2 separate regions of the Mus musculus genome follow, and region 1 is linked to region 2. A link is a contact called in public HiChIP or PLAC-seq data. All regions are on one chromosome and are shown on one strand. Each heading gives the region's core, a stretch centred on a gene start, on an enhancer-like site or on the middle of the called end of the contact. The rest is flanking DNA. Distances are from core to core; before and after follow the strand shown.

What was found. HiChIP or PLAC-seq counts read pairs in DNA pulled down with a chosen protein or histone mark.
Region 1: a contact with region 2 is called in an H3K27ac HiChIP or PLAC-seq map of extraembryonic endoderm stem cells. The contact joins two enhancer-like sites. A contact is called at or near these places in 2 of 484 Hi-C or Micro-C datasets (the HL-1 cell line and embryonic stem cells) and 3 of 115 datasets of contacts at active chromatin or transcription factors (embryonic stem cells, epiblast stem cells and extraembryonic endoderm stem cells).

What each region holds. Positions count from the first base shown.
Region 1 is chr10:108,537,487-108,540,186 of GRCm38.p6, forward strand. The region is part of intron 9 of Syt1 (synaptotagmin I); the gene reads right to left. Among named protein-coding and RNA genes, the nearest start is that of Gm36601, 83 kb to the left of the region's middle. Within about 2 kb of position 1,290, at least 65 of the 459 cell types and tissues checked have an H3K27ac peak or open chromatin away from gene starts, as enhancers often do. A contact at or near this core is called in extraembryonic endoderm stem cells, where this site is marked.
Region 2 is chr10:108,403,073-108,405,772 of GRCm38.p6, forward strand. The region is part of intron 4 of Pawr (PRKC, apoptosis, WT1, regulator); the gene reads left to right. Among named protein-coding and RNA genes, the nearest start is that of Gm36283, 13 kb to the right of the region's middle. Within about 2 kb of position 1,284, at least 26 of the 459 cell types and tissues checked have an H3K27ac peak or open chromatin away from gene starts, as enhancers often do. A contact at or near this core is called in extraembryonic endoderm stem cells, where this site is marked.

The sequences.
Region 1 (2,700 bases), core at 40-2,539, 130 kb after region 2:
GTGGATTGGCTCTGGAGTTCTTGTTTTCCCAGTCAGCCTGTACTGCTGACCCTCCTCATAACCTTCCTCAAGACCCTTCTGAAGCCATATCAGTTGATGTACGAGAGGGCTCCTTCTGTCCTCTGCAGTAAGACTTAGGAACAGCCTCACAGCTCATTCCTTTGCTTGTTTGGCTTTCGTGTTCGTGCAATTTCGGGGTTTGGAATAGTTGCGGGGCTCATGGAGGGCGGGGGACCTCAGGCTTGTTCTGCCTTTTGGCTTTAGAATGCCAAACTGCAGGTCAGGATGGCTGGATGGCTCCCGTGAGCAGGGCTCAGGAAGGGTGCTCAATCCCTGGCTGCTACTGCCACCTCCTGTTGAAAATGGCTCATCTTGAACTGTCTTTCTGTACCTATGCTTTGAACTCAAGTATCCTAGGCCAGGCTCAAAGGATGTCAGCCAGGAGAATATTCCCATGTCTTAAGAGTTTCTGGAATCAACGACTATTCGAAGGCAGTGTGAACTGGACCGAGGCTCAGATACCATTGTTTGTAGGGGAAGGGGCCAGTAGGAGGAGGTCACGATCACGTAGTTATGTGGCTGGGGGAGGAAAAGAAGAACATAACATGTGTCCACGCATCCACTTGGAGACTGCTAAACAGAGAGCAAGCACTTCTGCTCTGAGTGTAAGAATCGTAGACAATCAGGTCTTCTCACATTAGGGAGAGGCACTGGAGGAGCTTGCATCTACTTTGAATATAAATAAATAAATAAATAAATAAAACAACTGTGCTGTCGATAGAGAGAAGCTACCAGACGTGAGGTCTACTGTCTCGATGGCAGTGTTCTGCAAAGACGATAGACTCTCCTCAGGCTCACGTTTCCAATTCTGAGAGTGTGGGTGGGGAGCCATCTTGCTATGTCAAATGAGGGTCAGTAGCGTAAAACTCAAGTTTCCTGTCTCTTTCCAGCTTCTCAGGCCTCTGGACTGGTCTGGAAGTGGGACACAGCGTAGTGAGACTGCCACTTGGTGCTGAAGAGCCACAGTGGGGAAGGGGGGCGTTGTGTCCCATCTCTTCCATTGAACCCCCTCTGTGTTTGGTGATTTTTTTTCCTCAAAACCATCAGAGTTGTCCTTTTTTTTTTTTTTAAATGAATGTATTTTCCTCTTAAGATAACTCCTGATGTTAAATTTAACTTTGTTTCTCTATTAGTGGGGGAAGTACACGGAAAGTAGTGAGCCACAAGTCCGAATCACCTCAAGGGGAATTCCAGAGATAAATCCAGAGAAAACAGTGAGTCATGGCCAAGTTACAGAAGAATACAAATCACCTGACTGCTTGTCAGGGCCTGTGGAAAGCCCCACTGCAGGTCAGTTCAGCTAACAGTCACCCGTTGTTCCCTATGAAGAAGGTATTATCATCCTTTTTTCAGCAGCTGGGGACACTAAGTCTCAGGGCCAGCAACTCATCCCTCAAGGTCAGCGGTTCTCAACCTTCTTAACGCTGCAGCCCTTTAATACAGTTCCTTATGTTCCTTACATGGTGACCCCCAACCATAGAAGCATGTTTGTGGCTGCTTCGTAACTGCAGTTTTGCTACTGTTATGAACTGTGATGTTAATATCTGTGTTTTCTGGCTATCTAAGGCAACCATCACAAAAAGTGTTTGGCTTCTCCAAAGGGGTCGTGACCCACAGTGTTCTAGGTGTTTCTGACTTCCACAGCCATGCACATATACCTCTGTACCATAATACATGGCAGAGTCACAAAGATAAAAGTGTTCTACATGCACCTACACATGCCTACATGCACCTACATGTGCAGGCCACTCTCCAGCACTTTAACAGGCTAGTATGCATTCTTCTTTACCCATCTTTAGAGTCCCCTCACTGTCGAGTTCGTGGTAGGCAGGCATCTTCTAGAGGAGGGCAGGGAGAACTGGAGTTTTAAGTATGATTCTGACTCTGAAGCCAATGCAAACTCATGAAAACGATGAAACCAAACTTGGTGAGATTTACCCGGACACTGAGTCTTTTCAACATGTCTGTTTCTTCCATCATGGGGACAGGGCATGAGAAAGACTGTGCGTGACCACAGCACCAGAATGGGTTCTCATATTATCACGTTGGTCCTAGGAAAACCCTTTAGATGCAAGTTCCATCTCATTTCAGCTGCTGCCAAATCGGCCAAGCATGGACAGTGCCTTTGGATGCTTCAAGAATGCACAGGGCATTCTAAGTTTCTGGGCTAATATCCACTTATCAGTGAGTGCATATCATGTGCGTTCTTTTGTGATTGGGTTACCTCACTCAGGATATCCTCCAATCCATCCATTTTCCTAAGAATTTCATAAATTCATTGTTTTGAATAGCTGAGTAGTACTCCATTGTGTAAATGTACCACATTTTCTGTATCCATTCCTCTGTTGAGGGACATCTGGGTTCTCTCCAGCTTCTGGCTATTATAAATAAGGCTGCTATGAACATAGAGGAGCACATGTCCTTATTACATGTTGGAGCATCTTCTGGGTGTATGCCCAGGAGTGGTATTGCTGGGTCCTCAGGTAGTACTATGTCCAGTTTGCAAAACACATGAAACTCAAGAAGGAAGACCAAAGTGTGGATACTTCGATTCTTCTTAGAAGGGGGAACAAAATACCCATGGAAAGAGTTACAAAGTTCGGAGTTGAGTCTGAAGGAAGGACCAGCCAGAGACTGCCC
Region 2 (2,700 bases), core at 34-2,533:
GGAGAGAGAGGGAACTGGAGACTCGAGGGTGGGGGAGTAGCCTTCTGTGAGTGACCAACTCTGACACCTGGTGAGGTCCCTATTATAGCCAAATTGTAGTCCAAGCAAATTAAGCTTATCCCCAACTAGCTTACAAGTAAACAAGACTACGGTTATTATTTGGCTTAATCATTACGGGGGGCAGGGCACCCCTAATATAATCTTTTAACGGCAGGCCTGGCTACCTCCCCAGCAGCACTGTGCCCCTGATACTTTCTGTCTCTCCTGGCCATGTATGTGCTCATGGTCCATCTCCCCTCATGGCAGTGGCTTCTCCATTTTCCTTCTTCCTCTTTCTGTGGTCTGTTCTCCACCAGGTCACTCCAAACCCACCCACCTCTAAGCCCTCCAGTATTTGGCTATAGCCAATTTTATTTAACCAATAGTTTTAAATCCTGTAGCAAGGTTTGCACAACAAAAGCTTGTAAACAGAAGTCCCTCCTCCTAGAATTTAGCATCATAATCCGTAGCACTAGACCAAACCTCTACAGGTCCCAGCCTATGCTACCACTGAGGGCCATGTCTGGGTCTGTGGTTATGCAGTAGCCAGGGTCAGTGTTGATGTCTGTGACTCACATTACCACTAGAGAACTTGGAACATCCCTGGTCAGGGCAACCGCTAAGGGTCCACATGGATGCCCAGGGGCTGTGTAGAATTGGTCCTGCACCTCACTCCAGGGTTGGGGCGGGCGTCACATTTATAGTGTACCCTATATGAGACATGATTCCATCCCAGGTCTCCATCTTGTCTCTCACTGAGTTCCTGCCCTGTCCTCTGTCACTCTAGCTGAGGTGTTGCGATTTCCCTGTGGGGAGGACAGTGCTAGCCATCTCTGTTCAATGATCTTCCTTCCATTTCCAACACATTCTTTGAAGCTTGTTCTTTGAGCGAATGAAACCACTAAGAGACATCCGTATTTTAGTGTTTTGTTTATCATTTCTACCTGATGTCTGTGGTCCCTACAGAGAATGTGGACTTTTAAAGTGTCTAAAGGACACTGCTTTTCTGTCTTGGGACGAGACTTGGGACTACAGCACCGCCTTGGCTTTCTTCCTGTTTCGGCGTTCTTTGTCCTTCCTTCTTTGTATTCACATTGATTAATAATCTACTCTCTTAGAATTTATTTACTTTCTCTTTTATCTCTTGTGCTAGGAAAAAGTAGCCAGCAACTGTTAGATGTTAGATACCCAAGAAGCACGCCCAGCTCAGCATGTTCAGAAGTGAGTGTTTAAACCGTACCCGTCGGTAGTAAACATGCATGTTTACTCTTGCTGAAGCAAGAGCCTTGGACACTGTGAACCAGGGCCTCGGGCTACAACTGCTTCATTATTCATTTTTCATCTCATCATCTCACCTGGCTCTGCAACCCTTACTGAGCTGAACTGAAGTCTGTTCACTGAACCACCACCACCATATCCTCCTTGGATAACTCCAGCAGCCTGACCTAACTGCGGGCTACTGTGCTTGCTATCTCTGCGGGTCTATAGTGTGTTCTGTAAAAGGAATTCTATCCCATCTCCTGCTTTAATGGCTTCCCATTTCCCTTACTTGTTTTAGATGCTAGGCATGGAACTTAGGGCCGTACGGGGGGGGGGGAGGGGGCCCGCAAAGGCTCTACCTGCTACACTAAATTCCCAGCTCCTGTTAACTTAAGTTAGCTTTAGGTTTCCCCCCCGCCCCCCAATCTAGAAAGGGTTTCTCTCTGTAGCCCTGACTGTCATGAACCTTGCTCTGTAAACCAGGCTGGCCTCTTCTAATTCACAGAGATCCACCTGCCCCTCCTCCTGGGTGTTAGGATTAAGAGTTTGTGCCACCAGTTGCCCGGCTTCCTGTTAGCTTTACTTGACTCTAAGCTGTGATTTCCCAAGTGAAGGTTGTGTATAAGAGGATCTGTCAGGGTGCAGGTGTTTATTATTACAATCTCCCATTTACTTTCAATAAATTTGCTTCTTTGTTTGTTTGTGTATGCCTTTGCGATGTTGTTTCACTATGCTGATTAGACTGGCTTCAAACTCCAGGGCCCAAGTTGGTTCTCCTATCTCAACCTCCTGGAGGAGCTGGGATTACAAGCGCCCGTCCCCATCTTAGTTATATTTACCTTTTGGTCTGCAGGTGGGGGTGGGGAACAGACACGGCTGTTGAACAGCCAGCCCTGTGTGTGCTCATTTACGCATTCCTTCTCGAACGCCTTGTCCAGTGGTCACTTGACACTGAAGGTGTCCAGAAAGCAATATTCTTGGTTCACTTTGTTCCTGCCTCACAGCACTGAAGTTAAGACTGTTTAGTAGGTTTATAAATTATCTAGTTTAACTAAGGACCACAAAATAGGGAAAGTCCAAAGTTAGGAACTTTACGGGGAAACACGACCAAGTTCGGAAGTGCAAAAATGACCACGTGGCTGTTCATCAGGTAAGATACCCAACGTGAAATCTGTTCTCCTAAGCTAAACATGATTTTGAGATCTTAAGTAAGCTTCCTAGACATCTTCCAGATCTTACATCTCTGTGATAGTCATTAAAGCAAATATACACATAGATAGATCCTTCTCTGAATTTCTGTATCATGAGGTATTAAAAGATCTTCAGAAAGAATGACACATATGCAATATTCTTAAAAACATTTTAAAAATTTAAATAGTCATTTCCTATAGGACAAATATT